Linked DNA regions of Mus musculus: region 1 is linked to region 2. The links are chromatin contacts, called in public promoter capture Hi-C maps. All regions are on one chromosome and are shown on one strand. The core of a region is the stretch at or near the end of the contact, and the rest is flanking DNA. Distances in the headings are between cores, read along the strand shown. Region 1 holds the start of Stk38l (serine/threonine kinase 38 like). Region 2 holds the start of Itpr2 (inositol 1,4,5-triphosphate receptor 2).

Region 1 (6,191 bases), core at 1,804-4,303, 220 kb after region 2:
GCAAATGCTCTACCACTAAGCTACACCACGGACTTTCCACCTTATTTATTTTTAAAGATTTATTTATTTATTATATGTAAGTACACTGTCTTCAGACACTCAGAAAAGGGAGTTAGATCTTGTTACGGGTGGTTGTGAGCCAGCATATAGTTGCTGGGATTTGAACTCATGACCTTCAGAAGAGAAGTCAGTGCTCTTACTGCTGAGCTATCTCACAAGTCCTCCACTTTATTTTTTGAGACAGGATCATCCGATGAACTTTGAGCTCTTGGAATGACTGAGCTGTCTGGGAATAAGCTCCAGAATTCTGCGCCCCCCCCCCCAGTCCTCAACTGCTATAAATATTTTAAGTTTAGATACTTTTAAAACTCTCTCTTTTATTTATTTATTTTATTTATTTTATTTTTCGAGACAGGGTATCTCTGTGTAGCCCTGGCTGTCCTGGAACTCACTCTGTAGACCACGCTAGCCTCGAACTCAGAAATCCGCCTGCCTCTGCCTCTCAAGTGCTGGGATTAAAGGTATGCGCCACCACGCCCTGCTCTCTTTTTATTTTTATTTTTTGGTTTTTCAAGACAGGGTTTCTCTGTATAGCTCTGACTGTCCTAGAACTCACTCTGTAGACCAGGCTGGCCTTGAACTCAGAAATGTGCCTGCCTCTGCCTCCCAAATGCTGGGATTAAAGGTGTACGCCACCACTGCCCAAACAGTTTAGGTACTTTTATTTGTTTATGTTGAATTTGTCTTCATTTAAGGACCAGGCCTAATTTCAAAAAAGGCCTTAAGGCTCCAGCTTCAGGAATAGACCATAAGTCCCCAAAACTAAGTTGGGGGACTAAGTCATAAGACAGCAGCTCTAGGAACAGACCATAAAATCCAGAACAAGATCATAAAACCCCCTCCCAAAGAACAGTCTGGGGATAAACACAAAAATGGGAAATATCTTATCTCAGAATGGGCCATCTGCGCTGGGCAGCCCTATTTCATCACGTGGTTGAACGATTGTGATATAGGGATACAGACCACTGGCCACACATGATTGAACATTCATGACATTGGAATGTAGACCACTGATCACCTGTGGCCCCCTAGCACCCACCAATGAGATTATAGATTACCTAATTCTTCTAGAGAGTTCCCTTGGTTTCCTGTAAGAAGGCCTGCCTGCCTTTGTCTGGGATCGTCATTTCAAAGAATGGTTGACCCTTGCATACTGGATGTTTCTGTGGAATAAACACTCTTTGTTTTTGCATACTATCTGAGTCTGGGCTCTTCCTTCAGTGATTTTTGGACCCTTACATTGTATATATGTGTCTCTGTGTAAGTGTGCACATGTACATGTATGTAGGTGCCTCTGGTAGCTGAAAAGGGGCATCCAATTTCCTGAACTGGAGTTACTAAGGTGTGCACCATCTGCTGTGGGTGCTGGGAACCTAACTCTGGCCTTTTGTGAGAGCAGAAGAGGGCCATCCTCTAGCCCTTGCATATATTGTTTTAATAGTGTAAAAGCTAAGGGTATTTCATAAAATCCCACTGTTTGAAGAATGGATTTGTTTTTTTTTGTTGTTTTGTTTTTTTTTTGTTTTTTTTTTTTTTTGTTTTTCGAGACAGGGTTTCTCTGTATAGCCTTGGCTGTCCTGGAACTCACTCTGTAGACCAGGCTGGCCTCGAACTCAGAAATCCACCTGCCTCTGCCTCCCGAGTGCTGGGATCAAAGGCGTGCGCCACCACACCCGGCTCCAAGAATGGATTTGTTAATAGTGATTGGGAATATTGGTTTGTCTTACTCAAAGACCAGTTTTATCTTAAAAAGCAAAACTCTTGTCACTTTCCCAAAACTCTCCCCTGTGTTCTCCATGGGAAAGTGATTTTCTAAATATCACACACTCTTCTCCCTTTATCCACAGATTCACTTTGGCAGTACCCACAGTCAACCATGTTCCAAAATTATGAAGTGGAAAATTCCAGAAATAAATGATTCACCAGTTTTAAACTGAAAATGCCGTTCTAAGTAGCCAATGAAGTCTCTCACTCCCCTCACTGTGTTGCTCCCAGGACGCTAGCAGTTCCTCTGGAGTGTCAATGTTGTGTATGTGAAACTCCTGGCCCCCTGGGAGGCATGGTCCTTGTTCCAATAATCCTCATTTTATTTCATAATAGCCCCAAAGCACAAGAGCAGCTGGCTGTCTACATCAAAGATAAGATTTAGCCTGCTTTTGTATTGTTAAGACTGGGTCTCACTCTGTAGCTCTAGCTGGGCTCAAACTCACTATGTAGCCCAGGCTGGTCTCAAACTTGCCGCAGCTTCTGCCTCAGCCTCCTTGGTGATGGGATTACATGCATGAAACACTGTACCTGGCGTCAAAGTTTGTTTGTTTGTTTGTTTTTTTAAAGTAAATGTTGTTGAGGTTGCTTAAATCTATGGTTCGGTTGTTAATCTCTTACTGTGCTGGATGTATAAATTAAGAGTAGGTGTGTGTAGGACACACAGTGTATAGTGTTTGGCTAGTCCGCGGGTCCTGAAGTTTGCCTGCCTACCTTTGATGCGAAGGGAAGAGACAATGACGACGACAATTTTCTAGCCTAATGCTGTATGTTATGTTGTCAACTGCTCTGGGATTTTTCAGGTAAGTTTAGCAAATTTTCATGTATGCTGGTAAGTTTCTTGTGGTCTTCCTAAATTCTAAATCCTCCTAAGCCTTTCGGGTTCAGTTATAGAGACGTGGAAGTCACAGAGCTGCTACATTGGTGATCTCTCCTCTATGGAGCCATCTTTGCATTGCCTTGAGGAGAGCTCCATCACACCAGGCCTCTCTCAGGGTCAGGCAGAACCAGTTAGAACTGGAGAGGGCCATGAGACAAGAACGTTACAACGCCCAGTAGTGATTAGACTGAGCTCAGGTTCCTGGACCAACCTACACTTCCGCCCGCGAAGGTGGGGGTCGGTACTGGCGCTGACGCCAGAAGGACACTTCCGCCTGGGTGCGTATGACGTCAGGGGCGACCCCTTTAAAAAAAAAAATCTAGGAGATCAAGTCTCGCGAGATTCTGGCGCGGCCGCTTTGGCACCGCCTCACGGGGCGGGACGAGGCGGGGCCTGGCGCGAGAGACGCGCGCCGCGGGCTGCGGTGACTGAGGAGGAGGCTGAGCGGGCGCGGGCGACACCGGCAGGTGAGAGCGGGCGAGGGCACCGGCGCCGGCGCGGGGCAGGGCCGCGGGGCTAGGGCGGCGCTCGCTGCGGGGAGGTGTGAGGGGCTTGGCGCGGTACAGCCCGCGGCGCCCAGCCCAGGTGTCCCTGGCGGAGCGGAGAACCGCGGCCGTGCGCGGCGTCCCCGGGCTGCAGGCGGGGCCGCGCCCCCACCGCCTGTCAGTCACCGGGGCCTTCGCCGAGCCGGGTGCGGCAGCCTGCGTACCGGGAGCGGAGCCGCCAGCCCCGCGCGCGTCCTGCTCCGGGCCCACCTTCCCGTCCCCTCCGGACGCAGAGGGCACGGCTCGCCGGCACAAAGTTGCCGGTGCACAGCGACGGCAAACTGTGCCCGAGCCGCGGCGTCCCTGTCACCGATGCTACTTTCTCTGTTGCGGGGTCGCTCTTGGGTCCCGAAGTTTGGAGAAACGCGGTGAAGAGATGCGAGGTGGGTCTGGAGCAGCGGCTGGTGTAGAGGTGCGCTGCTGCCGCCCCTCGGGACTCACTCGGTGCAGAGCCGGCGCGCTCTCCGGCTCCTCTGCAACTTGGGACGCGTTTCGGTAGAAGCCACTTATGGATTTGGCTCTGGTATTAGCCACACGACTGCCAAGAAGCCAGGCGAACAAAGTTCAATGGTTTTAAGGTGGTGATTACCCCTTATTTGGCAGTCGTGGCTTAAATCGGTCAGGTCTCCCTACTTTAAGTCAATAAGCCTTGCAATTTGCATATCAAGTTGTCTTGATGTCTCACGCACAAGCCTAAATGGAAAGGTTTTTCTCTTACGCCTCAGGATATATAAAACAATTAAGTTTATTATGCTCTTTCCCTCGTGGCCAAGAGGCACTTTATTTGAGTTAGTTGCTCTTGTGTCTATTTGGGGAGATAATTTAGTTAAATATACGATAAATTATGATATTGCGCGAGGTCATAAAAGTACTTTTATTTGGAAAATCCTGGTCTCAGAAGAAGTACAAGGGATAAAAGTTTGGTATTTGCCTTCGCTCTGCTGAGCGTTTTTTCTCCTAGTTAGAGGCCCGATTAGGCATCCCATTTGTTGGGATGTGTTTAGAATGAGAAGCATAGTTCGGTGTAGTTTCCGTGCTCTTTTGAAAGGCCTTGCTGTTAAGTAATGAACAAATTAGACTCAGAAAAACCACATTAAATAGAATACTGGAAGTCTCAGCACTTGTTTTCTTGAGTTTGCTTACAAATAAGCCAAAGAATAGAAACTAAGGCTGTCTAAATAAAAAGGTGTTCTCTGCAGTTTTTATTATTTAAAACAGTTTTAAATTTTAAATATATTTTGATCATAGTCCCTTCTCCCTCAAGCCCTTCCAGATCCTCTCCTCCTCTCTACCCACCCAACTTTAAGTTCTTTCTCAAAAACCAAACTCTGCAGCTTTTTAAATACTAGATTTTAATTTCAAAAAGTGGGACATTAAGAACAAAGGAAAATGATAAAAAACCAAAATGATAAAGCATTAGTCTCAGTTTGGCCATTTTTCTTTAGAAAAGTTCCACTCTCTCAAAGACCAGTGACATCTTGTTAGTAGAATTGGTAACATGCCTTAGCAAGTGCCTTCTCACAGAGCTAGGAAAAGTTGAAGACACCAAAGCCAGGAGGATTTTTGTATCTTGCTGTAATGTTAAATGAGTTTATTTTCCATAAATGTAGGACCAGTTAAGCAAGCATATTGCTGTTTGAGAATCCTAGCATTACTTTCAAATCAACAGATGGGCAAGCTATGACTGGGTTAGACTAGACATATGCAGAAAGCCTGCCCTTGAATTTTTATATGAAAAGCACCATGGTCTCTTTCAGTGAGATGATGAAAGCAAGCTTAAGGCAGCAGAGTTGTGTTTAAACAAGCAGGTATATTCTCCTATCCTTTCTTCTTTGTTCCCCCAACAGTTTCTGTTCAAGTCCCAAGGAAGTATTTAGTGAGGCATGATCAGTGCTGCCATATACAGGCTACAGGGCACTTCAATCTCCAGGTAAAGGTTCTGCTGATTGCCAGGATATTATTGTTTACAAGCATTGGAAGGAGGGATGAAGGGAGAGAAGGGTTAGTTGCCTGCCTTACACAAATGCTGTGGTCTTTGTCCTGAGGGAGAAACATGTGACTCCACTTCCAGTAACTAGAATATAAAATTCCTACTGAAGCCAAGGAAGGAAGGATCAGTCCTACCAGACAACTCAAGGGTTTCAGGAGGAAAAGGCATCTGTGCAGATGATTTGGATGACCTGGTGGATGGTAAGACTGTAAGAGAACACTTTATACAGGGCCTCTGTTGCCAAACCCTTCGCTTATATATCTTGTTTACCAGAGGGAGCGTTTCTATTACTCCCACCTTGCTGAGGGAGTAAATGAGGTGTCAAAGTCAGGTAGACAGTAAGTAGTAGAGTTGCTTTGGCCTAGACACCATGGGTTTACACACTACCTCCCATTGTCATTCAGGAAGGTCTTGCTCAGGTCTGTAGTTGCAAAGAGTGGATTTCGGAAAATGCATCTAAATTTTGGGAATGCCAACGAAGTGAAAACCTAGGTAAATGAGTTGTGGTTTTTGTTTGTTTTTGAGACAGAGTTTCACTGTGTAGCTGTATAGTTCCAGGGTGTTCTGAAACTTAGTCCAGGCTGGCTGTAACTCACACAAATCATTTGCTTCTGTCTCCACAGTGCTGGGACTAAAGGTATGCACCACCACACTCAGCAAAGGAAATATTATTTTTGGCATGTAAAATTTAGTCACTTTGAAAGTTACTTTTCATGCTAATTAGTTGTAGCCATCAAGTGAGACCCATGTAGATTCAAAATGAGAAATTAGGAATACCCCTTCCCTGCTGCAACATTTCAGTTGTTGTATTATATCTTGTGTGTCTAAAGGCTACTTGGCATTAGATATTGTTTGGATTGAATTATGAAGTTGAAATTGAGTTGATGTCAGTCTCAGACCTTTCAGTTTTTATTTCCATAAATAGCTATTCCGATAATGTCTGAAGCAAGGT
Region 2 (6,307 bases), core at 2,914-5,413:
CAACCGCCCACCTGATTTCAACAGCAGTACCATCCTGCTTCTGAACGTGTCAGAGTGATGAAGAGTTAAAACAGAAACCAGAGAGTTTCCTGTCTAATTCTTAGCTACTCCCTGGAATTTGTAATGTTACAGTGGAACAAATGAGTTTGGCTAAACAGGTGCAACATCACAGTCATTAAACCAGTACTCTGGTCTAGTTCACTCCAGCAGCTCATTGGCCTTGGAAGAAATGTTGTAATTGTATATATGGAAATATAACCTTTTCCCTATACATTTTCATTTTACCAAATTTTCATTTCTCTCTTATGCTCAAGTTTATCAATTTTATCCTAGATGAGGGAGGACAGGATCCACTATCCTTAGTCTCCAAGACAAGAAAGCTGAGGAAGAGATACAAGATATGAACAAGGCCATGTGCCAGTTAACAGCAGGTCCAAGACAGGAGCGGAAGAACAGGGAAATCACTGACAAGTGTCTACCCAGCAATTGATACATAAGACCCGTGAGCACATGGCAACAATGTAGAGGGAGCCTCAGCCTGGCTGGCTCTGGAGACTCTGACAATTACACTGTAACAGGGAGGGCACACCCCAACAGGCCCTGGGGAAGATTCTACTTTGTAAGTCTCCAGAAATGTCAAACACCTGCTCTTGAGTTCCAGCACCTATTGGCAGCTCACAGCCATTGGAAACTCCAGTTCAGGGGATCCAACAGCCTCTTCTGACCGCCAAAGGCACTGCACACATGTGATACACAGACATACATGTGGGCAAAACACCCAAACACATAAAATAATAAAATAAAATACTTTCTAAAAAATATTTTATTTGGCTCGGCCAAAGACCTTTCTGGTTTCTCAAGCTAAATAATGTCCTATACTTTGAAACCATGCATGAAAAGATCACGTGAGTGTAGCATAAAAGGGGATGGGAAGGTACAATGGAGGGCGGGAGGGAAAGGGGAAAGAATGGGGAAGAATTGGGGAAGCAAAACAAAGAATGTTTGGAAAGTACCATGATGACTCCTAATTCTGTATAAGCTAGAAAAAGAGAGAAAGAAAGAAAAACTTTAAAAAAATTAACCAAGAATAGCCATAAACAAAGCAATAAAAGGAACCTACAAAATAATAATCGTCCCAGTGACTTAGAATAAAGGTCTTAATTTTTTAATTTTAAGTCTCTTCCAAAGGCCTGCATGTTACAGGTGTGGTCCTTACCTCCAGTCGATAGTGGATAGAGAACTAAAGAAGTCATAAGAGGAAGGGCCTAGGTGGAAAGCCTCTATCTTAGCTTGCTTTTCTGATACTGTGATAAAACACTAATCAAAAAGCTACTTGGGTTTATTTAGCCTTATAGGCTACAGAGTCATGGATGAACTCAAGACATCATCAGGTCAAGCGCTCTGGGCAGAAGCCTAGAGGCAGGAACTGAAGCAGAGTAAAGAAGAGCTGCTGTCTGACTTGCTCTCCATGGGTTTCTCAGCCTGTGTTCTTATAGAGCCTAGGACCACCTTCCTGGGACCACCTGCCTGGGACCACCTGCCTGGGACCACCTGCCTGGGACCACCTGCCTGGGACCACCTGCCTGGGACCACCTGCCTGGGACCACCTGCCTGGGACCACCTGCCTAGGATCACCTGCCTGGGACCACCTGCCTGGGTTTGGAACCTCCAACCCGTGAAAGGCCCTTTGAACAACATTCACCAAGGGCAAGAAAATGTATCAGGGGGGTCAGCAACGACTGTAACCAGCCTTGGAAAACCTGTTGATTTGGGCGTGAGGGCAATCACACGCATGACCTCTGAAGTTCTATAAGCTATTGGAACCCCTGAGAAGTCTATTTCAGAAAACAAATATCCAATCAAAGTGCCAAGCTCCACCCAGGGTAGCATGTTCAAGACTCTACAACTTGAACTCTGCCTTGCGGTCATCTTAACATTATTACTTCACGAACAGGGAATGACACAGTCTGCAAACACATCCTAAGGAAACTCCACTATCAAATCACCACCGAGAAACACAGACTACAATAAGCACTTTTGATTGCCACCGAGCACACCACAGCAACAGCCATTCATGCTGGTTTTCTGTGTCTACAGTTATTATTGAAAGCAGAACAGGACACACTTGGCGGGGCGTCTGAGGCAGGAGTAGAGTCCTGGCTTTGGACACAAATACCCTCTGTTCCTTGAGTCGGTCACTTCTCTTGGTCCCCATCTCCTGGTCCCAACGATGCCTACTGTGGAGCTGACCTCCTCAGCCCTTCCAGTGTTTGCTTTGTACGCTATCCACATTCGACCTTGCAAGTGACCCTTGAACTCTTGCCTGGTCTGGGTGGTGATAATTACTGCATCAGCTAATTAACTTATGAATGTAGTCATTACGGCTTTGCCGTGGTAAGCACTTTGCCTCTCTTACCTCTTTCCTCCCCACACCCCTATGCAGAAACCACTGTGAGTTCCATTTTTAAACTCAGGAGATGTAGCCCAGATAGATTTCATAACCTGCCCAGGGTCATAAGGTTTGCAAACCAAAGGGTGGGGATCCCAGCACAAACCTTCTGTTTCTAGAGCCCCTCCTTTTAGCTGCTAAATGGTGACACCTTTCATGCCTACCAAGTTTGACAGGATTCATCAATGAAGCACTATCCTGGACCCAGACTAGACTTGGACTGTGAATTCTTTCAGAAACAACTGGATCAAGCAGAAACACTTGGACTAAGTACTTCTTTCACACTTCAATCTCAGGAGCAAATAACATGGAAAAGATATTCAATTAAACCTTCCTTCCCACAATCTGTGGGGAAATGAACAAAGAACAGGAACTGTGGAGCCACTGGTGTCCTCCAGAGAAGGCACTGGGCACGCAACACAGTCACAGAAAGGCTCTCTCCCTCACAGCCCGGGGGACAGGACTCCAATACCTAACAGCTGAGAGCAGTCACCAGCCTCAATCTCCTCAGATAAGACAGTCTGAGGCAAGTCCTGTGAAGTAACCAAAAACTACCTGTGCACTAAAATATATCATAGAGTGCAATTAACTGTTCACCAGCGCGAACACCATGAAGGAATTTTCTAGAAACCAGAAATGGTCCTAACCTAACTAACACGCTGCTTTTCTGTATGATATACATCAGTATTTCCCCAGTTCATATACAAACTCGAATCACAAGGGCCTTGCAGTAGGCTGAACTCCTTTCACTGGGCGAAGGGGATGGACAGGGAGAGAGAATAGCTGAGTTCTAGAACCCTGGCTGCCCAGGAGGCCAGTTTTGGCAAAGCCTGAGGAGTGAGTCCTCCTTTGGCAAGGCCAAAAGGAAATTACTTCAGCGAAGAGGGGCTGGTAATCTCCTCCAGCAGGACAAAGCCACATTTGCGCGGTGCACATCGCCTACTTTCATGGCCAAAGCCTGGGACTTCAACCCACCCTTCTTTCCAGCCGCGCGCTGAGAACGGGCCATAGGGAAGATGAGGAGAAAACACACATTTTAATCAAAACAAGGCAGGGAAGGCAGGCTCGCAGGGCCTGTCTGGGGCGTGCGAACCACTTCCTCTTCTCGGATGTGTCTCGGGTTGGAGATTATGAAGTTGCTGAGAAGCGCTCGCGGCTTCCTGCGCGCTGAGACCTAGGGGACCCGGGGCTGTCCCAGGCGCAGACCCCAGACAAGCCGCGCGCCAGAGGGACAGGGACCCGAGTTGGCTGGCGCTGCTCAAAGCACGTCCTGCTTACCCCAGGGTGCTGATGAAGCCATTGACCGAGCCCTCCGCGTACAGGGACACGATGTCCCCAATGTAGAGGAAGCTGGACATTTTGTCAGACATGCTGCTTCACGCTCCTGTGGCTGTCCCTGCTGTCTCCGCTGCACGCAAGGGTGAGCTCAGGCCCGCTGGGTCAGAGGGGTCCAAGCAGCTCTGCTCGAGGAGCGGCAGCGAGGCCACCGCTGGGGACACTGCGATGGCCCCGCGCCGCCGTCGCCGCCCCTGCCCAGCAGTAGGTTTCCTGTTCCTGGCGAAGTTCTGTCCTACACCTTCGCTCCTCCTCCCTGGCCCGCGAGCCCTCTGCGTCCCCACAGTTCGCTCCCGGCCTGAGCGGAGCCTCTAGGTCCCCTTGGGGGACTCTTTAGACCAGGTGGCGGTGCCCACGGACCGAGAGGGCGGGGAGAAGCCCCGGGGAGGGGGGCGCGTGGCCAATCAAGCCTGGGCGGCCAGGGGCGGAGCGGGGCCGGGGCGGGGCCAGTTCTCGGGGGACGGGCCACCCCGAAGCGGCCAGGACAGAGGCGTGGGAGCCACGCTGGGCGGCGCTGCGGGGGTAACGGGGACTCAGCCGGGGGCATTGGTTCTGGCTCAGGGTGATCTTGGAGGGGCAGCCCCGAGACCAGCAGCGACAGTCTGGAGTGACTCCGGGAGGGGAGGGAAGACGACCCCAAGGACCCAGGAGAGACCCAGGACTTTCCAGATGCGGGCTGGGAAGGGGTGCAGTGCAGCCAGCGTAGACAGGACGACCCGGAGCGCGCAGAGACAATCCCTATTTGCAAAAGGCAAGGGACTTAGAGGGGTTTGGAGGAAAACTGCCGACACGAGGGTTCAGATGGAACCGGCCTTGAGGGACGCCGACTGGAAGAGGGCGCAGAGCAACCACGCTGCTTGGAACTTGGCGCGCCGGTGACAGTCCAGCTGAGAGTAGGAGCCCGCAGGCGATGGGGGTGGGAGGGGGTGGGAGTAGGGTGGGTGAAACGCTGTGGTGTTCGCACCACCACGCAGAGGCCTGGAGAATCCTGACCGTAAAAGCTGGAGTCTGAGTGGATGTATGTTTTGAGTGGAAAAGTTAATTGAGAGGGAGGAAAGGGTTGAAGAAGACACAAATGAAGAGAAGAGGAAAGGAGGAAACACTCCTGTGGAGCTGTTCTTGGATCCTGTTTTTCTTAAGTTCATGACTGGATAAAAGGATCCAGCAGCTGCAGCTGCTATGGTGACCACCCTGGTGACCGTCAGTGGGTGGGTCAGCGATGGCAGTGAGGGCTCACAAGTGAGGGTAACTGGGTTCCATCTCCAGGAACCGGTGACAGCCTTTGTAACCCCCCCCCCACACACACACACACAAGGTTATAATAAATAAAACTGGAGGCAGGACATGAGTGGGAGCAACCCCTCTGTTGTGTGTCAGTCCACCTCTAGAGTACTGTTTTAGAAATGTTTGGTCCTACCCTGTGGAAGATACTGAAGAGGCGAATGCCGTGATCAAACCACAGCTGACCAAAATCAGAGTTTAGGGGAGTTTTGCCTTCCAATTCAAAGATGCCTGGGATGGAAAGGTTTTAGACAGCAAGGAACAGAAAGGAAATGCCAGTCTCGAGTCTTGGTGTGGGACAAACCCCACCTTGTGTAGAAGCAGTGTATTCTCATTTCCAATGCCTCTCTTCCTTTTCCTCTCCCTCCCACCAACTGAGCCACATCACCAGCCCACAGATCTGGTGACTTAGTAGGTGAGAGGTGCCCATTAGGAGTTGTCCTGTCTACGTTCATATTGGTGTTGGGAAACAAGGGATGGGCTCTGAGTTATAAAATCTCTAGGTGAAACAAGATGGGTCTGGGATGGAGGCATCTGCTATCCAGAGCATTGGAAGTTGTGTTCTGAGATGGCCCAATGGATGCTCAACAATTGCTGGCCTAAACCTGGAAGGTTTTCTTATACAAAGTCAGGCCAACAGGAACAAAATGGGTGTGTGACTGTTTCTCCTGACAAACAGATAACGTGCCAAGCTGGGTTCCCAAGTTCTGGCTTCTTGTGAGACCAGCCTCAACCCAGAGTAGGGCCCCCTAAAACCAAGAGTCCCAGGACAGGAGTCCAGTTACCTAGGGTAAGACGCCATCATCCCGAGGTACCTCTCAATACCTTCCCTTGCCTGGGGCTGCTTCTCTGACTCTTACATGCCTGGATGCTTTTTCTCCTGCAGCTCTTAATCTGATCTCTCTGCTTCTCCATCATGGTGACTCTCCTCCTTCTTCTTCCCATTCTCCTTTGCCCAGGAAATCTAAAAGTCCCGCCTCTGTCTCCCTGCCCAGCTGTTGGCCGCTGGCAGCTCTTTCTTTCACCAATCAAAGCCAACTGGGGGCAGGAACCTTCAGTCTCTTACAGGTATACATACCGGTTCCTGTGTATTAAATTTGTATTAATTACAAGTAGCATTAGAACCAACCCCAACAGGTCTGAGCTGAGGGTTGTCATCACTCTGGAAGAGGACAGTGCATTAGTAAGTTTTCTCGTTGCAGTGATGAAACACCTGGGAAAAGCAACTTAAAGAGAGAAGGT

What was found. Capture Hi-C pulls out chosen DNA fragments and counts their contacts.
Region 1: a promoter capture Hi-C map of adipose tissue shows a contact between it and region 2. The contact joins the promoter of Stk38l here to the promoter of Itpr2 in region 2. A contact is called at or near these places in 1 of 39 promoter capture datasets (the C10 cell line), 3 of 484 Hi-C or Micro-C datasets (CD4 T cells, embryonic stem cells and uterus), 3 of 115 datasets of contacts at active chromatin or transcription factors (bone marrow-derived macrophages, effector CD8 T cells and memory CD8 T cells) and 1 of 9 other capture datasets (adipose tissue).

Annotation. Positions count from the first base shown.
Region 1 is chr6:146,721,877-146,728,067 of GRCm38.p6, forward strand. It overlaps Stk38l (serine/threonine kinase 38 like), which reads left to right and starts at 3,054. Exons shown (of 14, transcript NM_172734.3): 1 at 3,054-3,171.
Region 2 is chr6:146,498,060-146,504,366 of GRCm38.p6, forward strand. It overlaps Itpr2 (inositol 1,4,5-triphosphate receptor 2), which reads right to left and starts at 4,164. Exons shown (of 57, transcript NM_019923.4): 1 at 3,728-4,164. The coding sequence starts at 3,819.